Regions from separate parts of the Gossypium hirsutum genome. Here all the other regions are linked to region 1. A link is a contact called in public Hi-C data. All regions are on one chromosome and are shown on one strand. Each heading gives the region's core, a stretch centred on a gene start, on an enhancer-like site or on the middle of the called end of the contact. The rest is flanking DNA. Distances are from core to core; before and after follow the strand shown. Region 1 holds the start of LOC107901668 (wings apart-like protein 1). Region 2 holds the start of LOC107901719. Region 3 holds the start of LOC107901671 (gamma-aminobutyric acid receptor-associated protein-like 1).

Evidence for each region. A called contact is a pair of places that touch in the nucleus more often than the background predicts.
Region 2: a contact with region 1 is called in a Hi-C map of leaf, with 2.6 times the contacts expected there. The contact joins the promoter of LOC107901719 here to the promoter of LOC107901668 in region 1. A contact is called at or near these places in 2 of 34 Hi-C or Micro-C datasets (both in leaf).
Region 3: a Hi-C map of leaf shows a contact between it and region 1, with 3 times the contacts expected there. The contact joins the promoter of LOC107901671 here to the promoter of LOC107901668 in region 1. A contact is called at or near these places in 12 of 34 Hi-C or Micro-C datasets (anther, callus, hypocotyl and 2 more).

What each region holds. Positions count from the first base shown.
Region 1 is chrD06:44,713,075-44,717,480 of Gossypium_hirsutum_v2.1, forward strand. It overlaps LOC107901668 (wings apart-like protein 1), which reads right to left and starts at 2,474. Exons shown (of 12, transcript XM_016827756.2): 1 at 1,714-2,474; 2 at 580-679; 3 at 1-92. The coding sequence starts at 2,243.
Region 2 is chrD06:45,146,424-45,150,829 of Gossypium_hirsutum_v2.1, forward strand. It overlaps LOC107901719, which reads right to left and starts at 2,611. Exons shown (of 3, transcript XM_016827822.2): 1 at 607-2,611; 2 at 303-393. The coding sequence starts at 2,526.
Region 3 is chrD06:44,428,844-44,433,249 of Gossypium_hirsutum_v2.1, forward strand. LOC107901671 (gamma-aminobutyric acid receptor-associated protein-like 1) reads right to left here and starts at 1,793. Exons shown (of 6, transcript XM_016827759.2): 1 at 1,633-1,793; 2 at 1,099-1,146; 3 at 754-809; 4 at 558-610. The coding sequence starts at 1,666.

The DNA of each region.
Region 1 (4,406 bases), core at 1,224-3,723:
TTGTTTTCTTTAGCAGGGGGGATAATTGGCTTTAAAATTTTCATTAGAAATCGAATGCAACAAGGTGACTCCAGGAGCTGGTCATCTTGACCCTGACACAATAAATTCATAAGAACCTTGATGAATATTGCAATCAACATGTTCAAAACATTTGATTCAACTATATGCAAATATTGGTCTAGGGGACCAAAAAGCATAAAAGCTAGGCATATAAGCATGGATCTCTTGACATCTGAATTTCTAAAATAAACAATAAAAATCAACTGAAGATAAAAGGTGAAACCAAACATGGGCAGAACAGATTAACATTCACCTCTAATTGTAACTAGTTATAGTATAGCAGCACATGCAAGACTGCAATAGGAGACACACATTTAGTCATTTACAAAGATTCTTTGTGAAGAACTAATAGAACTAAAAAAGTATTGGTTTTGTCATTGTCAACTTTGACTTTAGTCCTGGATCAACACCTTCTCACAAGACCCCCATGTGTGCATAAAATCCTCAACTATTGAGCAGAAATTATGTATAGATTTATAAATAGACAATAAGTGCAACTTCAAGTGCCGAAAAACGTACATCATTAGTAAACACGTAAAAAAGGGCCACAGCAGCAAGGTTGCTTGGGATGTCATCAAAGTTGAGCCCCAAAATAGCATCAATTATTGTTTTTGCCATCCTGAAAAGAACATGTTCGCGAAGCCAGTGTAAGGACAACAAAGAGCATCACAGTAATTCTTCCTTCCAGAAGACAATAGGATATTCATGCATATGTTTGGTCTAAAAGGAAAACCACTCCATCTTTATCTTCACATTCTTTTAGAGTGAAACAAGCACTGAACCAGTAAATGAAGATTGAATAAGCTGAAAAAAATCAATTGACAACCCCTAAAAAGAGACAATAGACGATTAACAAATTACACGGCTGCAGGAAATGGCACCTATACTTTTTATACCATACATAATGTCTAACCGAGTTGTTGTCATGAGTCAAGTTACTCCAACTCAGCTAACAGTTACTCAAGAATAAAATAAAATTAAGGATGTTATGGTCTTTAATTTATTTTTACCTATTTTAAAAAAACTATCCACTCCTAGAAAATCTACCTATTTAGCTTTTTATTTTTCAAAACAGACAAAGAAAAAACTGACTAAGTAATTGAACCACATTCTAGTAAGGAAATAAAATATAACAGAATGTAACAGTCCTTAATACTACTGGAAACACAATCTAACCACCAAAGGAGTTCTTTAAATTAATACAAAATCAAATTCTATGCATAAACTATCAAAAACATCAATAACTTACACAACCCCAGAAAGGGAATGCAAGACCGCCAACCCTTTACAATTTCTAATAAACTACGTTTTCATCCAAGACCCAAATCTTTGATACATTTATCTTCCTTTAACTCTATCGGAAAGCCAAATATAGTTGAATAGTCTATAGACTCCCAGAAGGGAATTCAAAATTTCAAATATGCGTAACGTCCCTAAAATTACTAATCCATATTATCCCCCAAGTCTAAAACAAAAGGTCAAAAAGAAGCAAAGTGCACCTTAATCTGTTTGAATCAACAAAGTTATTTCATAACCAAATTTAAATTCAAATTTCAAAACTCCACCCTAAATTAACACTACCCAGATGCCAATATCAACAGATTTCAACAAAAGAACCTAAAAACCAAAAACCCATCAAGAATTTCAACATACCCATGAGTTCTCAACAGTCTCCTCTGTTGGGCAGTGGCGCAAATCGAAAGCAGAGACAAGAGACTCGCTCTTCTGATCCTCACTGGCTGGCCTTTCTTTAACCCATCAAGCGCGAAATTAACCTCGTCAACGTGCTCCATCATTTCCCCGAATTCTTGAGCCTCCATCAGACTCGAAGTCGGCGAAATCCACGGCATAGAAGAATACCCTACCTCGTTCTTGCTCTGGTTTTGCTTCTGTTTCTTGGATCTTCTAACAACACCGTTTCTTGGATCTTCGAATTCGAAACTTCTTTGGGTTGGTTTAACGGACGCTTTTATTTTGTTCTTGTAGTCGTCGTCGATGAATTCTTGAGAGGACGGCCATAAGGAAGAGGATTCCTGGGTGGTAGTGAAAGGGAAATCGTAGATGTCCTGAGACGGCAACGTTTCTTGGGACAATGGAGGGGAGTCGGAGACGTCGTCGTTTAGGGAGTCGGAGAATGTCCTGGTTAAACCACGGTTACGGCGACCGTAGGTTCGGACGATCATTGTTTGGAGTCTGGATTTCTTTGTGGTGGCGGCGTTTAACCTGGATATGGCATTGAGAAGTAAGATAAGGGTATTTTGGGCAAAAAAGAAAACAAAAATCGAGATTTTGAAATGAAACGAAGCTCTCCCTTCGTCTTTCTGTCTCTCTCTCTTTCTTGGACGGTGGAGCTGAGAGAAAAAGAAAAGAAAGGTTTTAGGACAAATTAGAAGAGAGAAATCTGGGTCCGGTTGGGATTTTGATTTGGGTCCGGTTTGGTCCTAAAATGAGAGGAAATTACCTAGGGCCGACGCTAATAGGAGTGGATGGGCCGTGACACCAAATATTTTGAATCTCTCTTTAATATTTATATTAAATATAAAAATATTTTATCCCTTTCAAAAATTAATTTAATGAAGTATAAATTAGAAAAATAAACCTTTGAGGGTCAAACAACCTCCCAATAAAAAACAATAAATTTAGCATTTAAAAAAATTGCATCCAATTGAGCTAAAAAGATATTCTTTTATTAACAAAAATTATTAGTAATTGATTTGATTATAATGAAAAATTGACATGTAGTAAAGTATATTAAAAGTGACATGTCATGTAAAATATAAAATATAAAATCTTAGTAAATAATACTAAAAAAGTTCACACTTAAAGAACAATTTAGTATATTTTTAAGTTTTTAGTTTTTAGTTTAATGTAATTTTGATTTTGATTTATTTTACAATTTCTAAGTTTTTTTTCTTGAATATTGTAAAAAAGTTTAATTATTTCTTAGGTTCCTTCGAAAAGTTATTTTTCAGAATATGTGATATATATGAGTGTTGAGTTAATAGTAGGCTAAATTAGGTAATTATGTTGTTTTCTTAATTAAGGTTATAAGTCATTTTTTAAAAAATTTAGAGAAATAAGTCATTTTTGAAAAGAGAAATGAAAAGCGTGCCCAGATGGACGAGTTTTTCCTCAACGGTCATTTGAACGTTGGTCGTGCAACGATAAAAAAGGACAACAGTCATTTTTGTTTACCTATAAATACCCCAAATTTATTTATTTTTCATTCACATCATATTCTCTCAATTTTCTCAAGTTCTTGTTCTAAATTTTTCGATATTCTTGTTCAAAAATATTATTTTTTTAATTATTCTGTATTTTATTTGTTCGAATTAAATTTTCATTAATAACAACCTCTCTAATTCATTTCGACCACAATCACATTTATGTCGCTCAAGCAGTAATGGTAAGACAAAAATTTAATTTTTATTATTTTTGATTAAGTTAAATTTAAATTTTTTATAAATTAAAATAATTTTCAGTCGTTATAAATAAGTAGATGACCATGTTTTGGAGGCGTTCATACATAATTTGTCAACGCCTCCAATCACTGAAATTCATGGTTACTTGCAAGAGGCGGGATTCTTGCATACATCTCATATGTTCGAGGGCTGCAAACTTGACCCTAGACTCATCAGCGCATTGGTGGAAAGATGGAGGCCTCAGACGCACACTTTTCTATCTTCCATGTGGCTAGCGTACAATCACACTAGAGGACATGGCGTTACAACTCGGTCTACCGGTTGATGGACAGATCGTCACGGGAACAACAAATATTTTCTGTAAAAAAGGATATTTGTACAGCATTATTAAGGAAGGTCCCGAACAAGTTTGATACCCAATAAATCTTAAAATTTGGTACACATAAGGTGGCTACTACACCTAGTAGACTTTAAAGAATGCAAAAAATTGAGTTAGGATTAGCCGTGTTGGCCACGTTATACTAGGAGTTGTATTGGGCCACAAAATTGGGTAAGATGTCAATCAGTGGTTGCCTGCTCCTGCTGCAATTTGGGTATCAACAACAAATTCTGCCAACACCGCGAGACTTGAAGGAGCTGTACAACGTGAAGATGCGGGGGAAAAACGATGAGGATTGAAGAGAGATTCACAAGGACTATATCGAGGCTTGGAATCATAGGATTGAATTCTTACCCATCTGCGAACCATTTTTCTTAGTAGACACGACGGCTTGTTTGGAGTACTTGCCGTGCTTCAGAGTTACCAATAAGTTATATCTGCTATCAATGGAGGCGAGGAGTAGGTAACTTCATTAGAAGAGGCAACGATGACCACCCCAGTAGCAGTGCCTATGTCTACGCAATATCTCGGTCAGTTCACTCCAC
Region 2 (4,406 bases), core at 1,361-3,860, 430 kb after region 1:
CATGTAGACAAGGGCATGTGCTTAGATAAATTTTAGGGCCTTTCTACATTTAATACCATTTGGAACACCAGGTAAGACATTAATGCTCAATCAAAATGACTCCACTGAATTAGCACATTGCAGACCCCAATCAATTTCATGGTCATGATTTAGTTAAATTGTTGGGTGGCTATATATCAGTTGACAATGGTCATATGAGTTCAATTCAGTTAACATCTCAATATTGTGACATCCCAGTTCTCAATTGAGACCAAAAAAGAAAAAAAGAAAAGAAAAGAAAAATGAAAAAAAACTAGACATACCATCAGGTGCATGAACATTGCCTCTAGTCATCATGACATCAAATTTATCGATTGCAGCCAAGAATAGTTTGTCAGCATCATACGCAGCCTCCTGAAAATGGAAAGATGTAATCCAACATTTAAAATTTCTGCAATTAACAACTATAATCCCACACCAAAACAACCCCCGACCCACACACCCAAATATTCAAGTGATTTTAGCTAGATGGTCACTCATCATAATGTTGATCAATTGTTTCCCTTTTGACTAAGAATAATTATACAATAAGCAACAAATTAAATTTCAGTTGCAGAAAGTGCTTACTGGTCCTATATCTGCAATCAACTGTGCACGAAAAGACAGAGCAAGACCCCAATTATATAGGGATCTCACATCATCTCCATCAATTGATAATGCCAGCTGATATTTTTGCCCAGCTCTCACAAGGAGATCTTCACACTCCTCACAAGCACTAACTAAGAGGGAAATAATTTTATCTCTGCATGAAAATTGATCTAGTCTGTTAACTACTCTTCCTTGCGGCCTCTCATGAGTTATGGGATCATTTTTAGTAAGAAGAGTCCTCAACTCACGACTGACATGTAGTTTCAATTCTCCGTGAAGAAGATATGTATTGCCTAACTGGCCTACAGCCAATAGGCTCATGGGCTTCATTGAGATGGCTTGTAAGAGTAATGAGGCAGACGTATTCAAGATGACTTCTACACGCTCTTCATCATGTCTTCCCTTCATACACTCTTTGGCTTCTTTAAGAAGACCACTAGCTTCTGTAAGATACTTGTTGAAGACCATATCATCAACAACCTTTGATGATGATGGTGAAATGACCTCATTCTCAGCTGTAGTTAGGCGATCAGCTAGGTCAGAATCATGTTCATAGTGCTGCCTCTTTCCATATGCCTCATTTTCAATCTTCTCTTGGTTGTTAGAAAACCTGTAAGATCTACTAGATTCATGATGCAGCTGCTCATGTATAAACAAAGCTTCAGTTTCCATATGTTCCAATCTGACACTGAAATCCATGGAATGAAGTAGATTATCATCCGATTTCCATCTTTTCCTCTTATCCGCATGACTTGAGCTGAAAGAAATGTCATGAGTGTTCATATACTGCAATCTTTTGCTCTCGTAATTATATTCTTCACTATTGACAAATCTTGTAGCACTTCCACCTAGAAGATCAGACATTATTTTCTCATTCTCCAAATCAACATCTATTTTCCTATCTCTTTCTCGATTCAAATCAGATTTATTTAAAGAATCTCGAGCAAAGCCTTGATTTGAAACCCATTTGATGTTATTAGGTGAATTAAAAACCATATCTTCAACAGCGGGCAATGAAACATCTCCAAGAGTTTTATTGTTTAAATCAGTATCCACACTCTCTGACTGACTAGTATCTGTTACTTTATTAGGCTTCGAAGCCACCTGTTTTTCACCAAACAAAGCCCCAAGAAAGTGTAACAACTCAAACCTAGCTTCTCCAGCCTCCTTTTTTCTACTTGATGGTTTTTTATTCTCTCTATAAGAGTTCCCAACGTTATCCATAGAAGCTTCAACAATATTTTTAGCATTTGAAGCTGATAACCTCATTGATTCCACTAAATTAGCATAATTCTCCAAATCAGCTACATTAATCCTGTTAGAATCAATAGCTCTTTGTATATTATTCTTCAAATTATTAATTTTAATATCAAACCCATAAAAAAAATCCACTAAACTCCTCAGTTTCTCGCTATAAACTCTCGAAGATTCCTCCTTTGACCTCCTTTTATTTGAACTTAGATCATTGAAACTCCCTCCTTTAACAAACCCAAATGAAAACCCAACACCGAAAACCAAAATAGAAGCCAAAATTAATATAATTGCAGAAACTCTAACCCTAGAAATCACCAAGGCACAAACAAGCCCCGACAAAAACATAAATACATGCTTCTTATCATCGATTCTGATAGAAACAAGGAAATCACGCAACCGAATCGACTCACCAGAGTTAGAAGACCAAGTACCGGGTTCAAAATCGTCCCACCCGCCATAACTCGAGGGTTCAGCTGATAAAAAAGCCTTGGCGGAAGAGACATTGAGGCTTCCAGGGATTTGGAAGCATTTTGTACGGGAGAAGTGACGAAACCCTATCCTTTCTCGTGAAGGGAAAATGGAAGGTGAAATTCGAGTGTTTGAGATTTTGAATTTGAATGGGGTTTTAAAAATTAAGGTTTCCATTAGAGGGAGAGAGGAAATGATAGTCTGGAACAGTTTTAGTAGTCATCAATTATCAAGGTTGGAGTAGTGACTTCGGGCCATCGGCAGGATTTTGAACTAAAAGGCTATTTTCGTAATAAAAAATAGAGTTTTTGAATAATTTGGTAATTTACAATAGTTAAAATGGAATGGGCCTGGGTCCTAACTATATAGGTCCAAGTGTTGGTATCCAAGGTCCAATAAGCTTGGTCCCTTCGAGTTCAGCTTAGATAAAATAATTTATAAATTGACTTCACAAGCTCTATGTTTATCTTGTATTTTTATTTTATGTTGGGAATAATTTCAATACCATCACTTCCTTAAATAATTTTACATTCCAAAATCTTAAATTTCATCTTTTTTATATAAATATTTTAGCCCATCTACTATACATAAATTCTTAGTTTAGTACCTCGAGAATTTTTATCACTTTGGCCTGTGTATTTTCCTTCTATTTACCTCATTACCCCATCTACATTTTCTCTTAAAAAATCCCCTAAGCCAATCACACGCTGCCAAATTAAAAAAATTAAAATTCTTAAAAATTCAAAAAATATATAATAAAAAGTCCTAAAAACTTGCAAAAATTCCTATAAAATACTATAAAACTTCATAAATTCTAAAATTTTCTTTAAAATACCTAAAACTTTGAGATTTTAAAAAAATATATTTTTTAAAATTAAAAATGTATAAAATTATTGAAAATGTATTTTAGAATGAACCTAGCCACACCCATCAAAATTTAAAAGAAAATTTGAAATTTTATTTTGAAAGTTAAAAAAAAAAAAGACAATTCAAGTATCTTTTTTTACGGGCTTATCATCATTGGACATATGGATTCCACACAAACTATATACAACGTATAAAACGACCCCAAAAAATTAACAACTACTTGAAAGGGTTAAATAATTGATATATTTTTGGAGGGAGTACGGTGGTGCATGTCTTCAAATGAGAATGTTGTACAACCCAGCTGTACACTTCGTATTTTTGGTGTAGTGGACTAAATGTCACCTTACTGGAGCAGTGGGACTGTTAAGAATACTAATTAACATGGTTATATTTTGTTGCTTTGTGTTAACTCATATCATTATCAGGAACATTAGTTGATTTCTTTATTGTATCACAATGTCTAAACATGAAAGGAAAGCAAGTATAAGAGAGCTTTATGGTATTTTTCTCAACCTGAGCGCTTTGGTTCACTTTTTGAATGTTGTTTGTATCTTGAGTTATCCTAATGCTTCTCAAATTCTACCATGTCTAGTTGTTACCTATCCATGTTTACTACAAAGTGGAGTCACTAATATAGAAGATAATGTAGCACCCCATGTTCACCTCGACAATCGGTTCGGATGGAAGATGCCACCGGAGCATGTACAAGCAAGAATTCTTAAAAGTATTTAGGAGATGAAATTTAAATTTTTTTTTTATAAAATCACTAAACCAAAATTTAGGCAATTAAAAGGCTTTAGAAACAATTTAAAATCATTTTGAAGGTGTTTAGGACCCAAAACAGATCCTAGAAAGTCGAAATGACCCAAAATAGTGCAACGGGCAAACTGGAACAATGGTACAGGTACCTTTGCAGAAGTACAATTACTTCATGGGAGAAGTACAGGTACCTCTGGAGAAGTATAAATACTTATTGGGAGAAGTACAGGTACCTCTTGAGAAGTACTGGTGCAAGTCTCTAAAAGTGTAGAAATTTGTAACATGTTTTACTTGTTGCGATATCACAGGGGCCAAGTATTTATATCAAGGCCCCTAGAGCCAAAAAAAATGACTTAAAACTTACTTATTTCCATACTTGAAAGCTTAGTACAAAAACTTGGACATTGATAACTCAAAAATAAATTTTAAAA
Region 3 (4,406 bases), core at 543-3,042, 280 kb before region 1:
TGATACCTTTCCTTCCAGAGGAACCCCATCTCCAAATGGTTAGACCTAGGGCATATAGTCGAGCCAAGTCAAAACTCATGCTATAAAAAGCTTGAGCTCAACTTGAGAAATTTGAGGTTAAAAACTTAGCTCAAGCTCAATTTGAGATAAAGATCAAACTATTTAAGCTCACTAAGTTTGACTTGATTAAGCTCGTTTATCTAGTAAAAATGATTTTGATCCTCATGCTCAACTTCAAGCTCAATTATTTGTGCTCAAGCTTGAGTTAAAATTGAAAAAATTCAAAATTAATTAATATATATATCTTACATTTTTTTTTTTAAAAAAAAAGAGATGGATTACACTTGCAACCTACTAGAATCTAGCATTAGGACATCTAAGTTGGTTTGCTTAAGCTCGACTTGATAATCATGAATGACAAGCCAAACCTAAGTTAGCTTGCAAGAACATGTCTTGTATACACTACTAGTTATATAACCTTTTAAACTAGGAAATATTTATCCATATTAGTTAGAACCCACGCCCACATAAGAATAAGTAGAGAAAGAATAACTGACTTTTTCTTATCAATATCAGGCACATCGCTTTTATCGGCCCTTTCAACAATAACCTACACCAAACAATCAAACACCAATGTTAATTATCTCAAAATTTATATCACACAAATTATTATTAGTGTATTGAAAGTGATAGAAATATAAAATACCAAGTCTAAAGTTGCATTCAAATATATATAAATCAAATATGACATACTGGGATTATGTCTGGATACTTTTCCCTAATGCGTGTAGCTTCAGCTTGCCTCCTTTCTAGCACAAAACAAACAACAAACACTTCAACATTATAAATATAACATGATAAATTGTTCTTTTTTCCAAACCCATTATTATTTGTCTGATTATTATTATCTCTAAATTAGGTGTTCCAAAATTGATTCTATCACTGGGAAATATTGCAACAATTAAAAAAATGGAATGACCGGGAAAAAGAAGAAAAATTTCAAGGGTTAGAGTAAATTAATAGGGGAAAATATTAAAATTGGGGCGTCATAAGATCAACAGCAACAGCATCGAATAAAAAAAGATGATGAAGACGAACCGAGAGGGTGTTCCAACTTAAAGGAGCTCTTGGCCATAGAAACAAAATCTACAAACCAAAAACAAAAAGCAAAAGAAAATTTCAATCGATAAATCGATGAAAACTAATTAATATGATTCGTTAAAAAGGAAAGAGGAAATATAGAGACACGGAGAATGTTACATACCGATCTGAAGGGGGGGAGTGTGGTCTAAGGGATTGAAGAAAACAATAGAAATATCTTTTGATTTATTATTATGAAAGAAATTGTCTGGTTGACTATCAAAATAGAAACTGCACAACCTGCTAATATCTACAAGTCATGTGGTGCTATCACCTATTGAACTCCATTCCAAAACCTTTCATAGATAGACCCACTTTCACCGATAACCCAAATGGATGTATCCGACATTTTACTCAAAGACATTCTTATTCTTAGAAGTTTCTAACGCATTTATTTGAGAATGAAGAGACAATTTCAATAGATTGACCTAGGTCTCCTCTGCAACCAAAGGAAAAAAGGGAAACGTAGAGATGAAAAGGAAAGAAAGTTACCAGCAAGATCGAAGGAGAAGATGATGGTTCCCATTACAGCTTCTTCATTCTCTCTGGGTAAAGGTGAGGGCAAAAATTGAAAATAGGAAAAAGAAATTACTCTACGGGATTGAATAAGAATTCAGTGGTGAAGGAAGAGAATGGCTATTTAGTCTTTTCCTGTAATAGAGCGGGAATGGATTCACGTTGTAATACCATTACAGCCAGCTAAACTAACTTTTGGTGGTGGGCCCACCAAATTGGGTTGAAATCCATTTATAAATTCCCCAACCAAACATGACCTAAGTATGGGTATCACATTTTCATAATTATGGTCACAAATTCCACAAGTAGTATCCATTCCAATTTCTCTTCTTGTCTTTTTTGCATTAGTGAGCAACCATTATTTAAGGGCAAGCTATATAAAAAATCTAACCCTTTGTGGACCTTGAAATTTCTATGGAAGCTGCCAAATTGGTTCTTTCGAATACTATAACCCTTCCTGTAGCTTTTCATACACACTTTTAATGGAAAAAAAACCAAATGTGATACCTCCCCAATATTATTTTATCTGTACCAAAATTAGGTTGGGATGGTGGAACTCCCATAATTTGTTGAATGACCTTCTCTAAAACCTAAATTCGAAAAAAATTCAAATTTCATTCACCATTTTCTGTAACCATATCACTGAGTGTACATTCCATATCAAGATTAGAAATAGGAGATATCTTTTTACACAAAGGCCCAATGTTTAGGACCCAATAATCTCGCCAGCAGTTGATACTTCTACCATCTCCAACAGAACAAAGTAAATTTTCATGGATAAGAAGCCACTTTGGACCCTATACTTTGATTGGAGAACACTAACCCACAGAGCAGAAGAGTTAAACACGATATTGAACCCCAACTTCATTATAAAAGAGGTATTATGATCTCGCAAAAACCTTATACCAAGCCCACCATGCGCTTTAGGTTGGCAAACCAAATCCCAGCTAACCAAGGCCATCTTTTTTGTACATCTAGAATACCCCCAAATAAACTATCTGACCATTTGTTTAATCTCATTACACAAGCCTTTTCGGATCATCATCGATTGCATAAAGTAGCTTAGAATCAAGAGTAAAACCAACTGCGCCAAAGTTACTCTACCGGCTAAAGATGGTTGTCTAGCAACCCTACTAAAAAGTTTGTTTCGCACCTTGTCAACAACAAAACACAAGGTGCTATTTGTAACCTTTTCATGAAAAAGGGGAATTCCTAAATACGAGTCAAGATTCTGCACCACTTGAAACCCAAACAACCTACTTATGCGCCTTCCTAGATCTTCCCTAACCTCTCTAGAAAAGAAAATGCTTGATTTTTGCATGTTAAAACTATGGCCCGAGTATTCACAATATGTATCCAAAACTTCTTTAACGATTCTCGTCTATTTTTTATTCGTATGATCAAAGAGAATCAAATCATCTACAAAAAAGATATGTAAAAGAGGTGGACCTATTCTAGATAAACAGATAGAAGACCATTTACCAGTATCCATGGTTGCACGAATACCATGTCCCAACCACTCCTTGCAGAAAATAAAGAGATAAGGTGATAACGAGCATCCTTGGCGAACTTCTCTTCTTGGCCAAAACTTCTGCGTTGGGATTCCATTTTATAATACTTGTACAATAGAACTAGAAATAGCTGACATAATGAAAGTATGAAGTAAATTAAGAATACATGTAGCCTAGAGGGATGCGTCTGTGAAATCCCATCGAACGCGAAAGTATGCTTTCCCAAGATTGATTTTGATGGCCATCCAACTTCTATTCTTCTACTTACTTCTAATAGAATGTATGACTTCCTAAGCAATAATGACATTATAGTTTATATTCCTCCCTACAACAAAACTGGCTTGTTTGGGGCCAATAAAATTTGGAAACACAACCTTAAATCTATTAGCGATGACTTTCATAACCATTTTGTATAGCACTAAGCAAAGGATGATTGGACAAAAGTGGGAAAAGATTTCTGGATTTTGGACATTGGGAATAAGTACAATAAGAGAATTATTAATATCTGAATTAATGGCTTCTCTAGAGAAGATCCTTTTAACCCAATAGCATACAGATAGACCAACATGCTCCCACTAACTCTAATAAAATAGGGCATGAAAACCGCCACTATCTGAAGCCTTTAAAGGTGTCATATCAAAGAATGTCGTCTTAATTTCTTCATTAGATACCAATTTGCTAAGGAAATAAAGCTCTCTCTGTTCAAGAGATGGAAAGGAACTAGAATGTAAATTGCTTATTCTCCCAGGATGCTCACCATATAATTTCTTATGAAGTTTATCGCCTCTTGTTTCGACTCATCCTTATCTAAAATCCAATCACCCAATTCATTTTTCAAAACATCATTTCGATTATGCTTTCTCATCTATAGTGTTCGTCTATTAAAGAATTTTGTATTTCGATCTCCAAAAATCAACCAATCGCACCTTGCTTTTTAGCGCCATAAAAGTTCCTTATAATGTAACACGAATTTCAATTCCTCTCTGACATTTAATTTAGCTTGATTCAAAAAAATCAAATACCCATGATCCAACGCTTTTTGGATGTTCATAAGTTTATGAATAAATTGATTGTTATGAGAAGTAAGTGACCATACACCTTCTTGTTCCACAATTTAACATGCCCAGTTATCGACATGTTCCTAGAGAAAGTCCAATTATCCTTAACAAAACTAGAAAGGCTGGATGTTCAACCCAAACCGCTAAGAAACAAAAAGGTCACCCAAAAGTAGATTGAAAA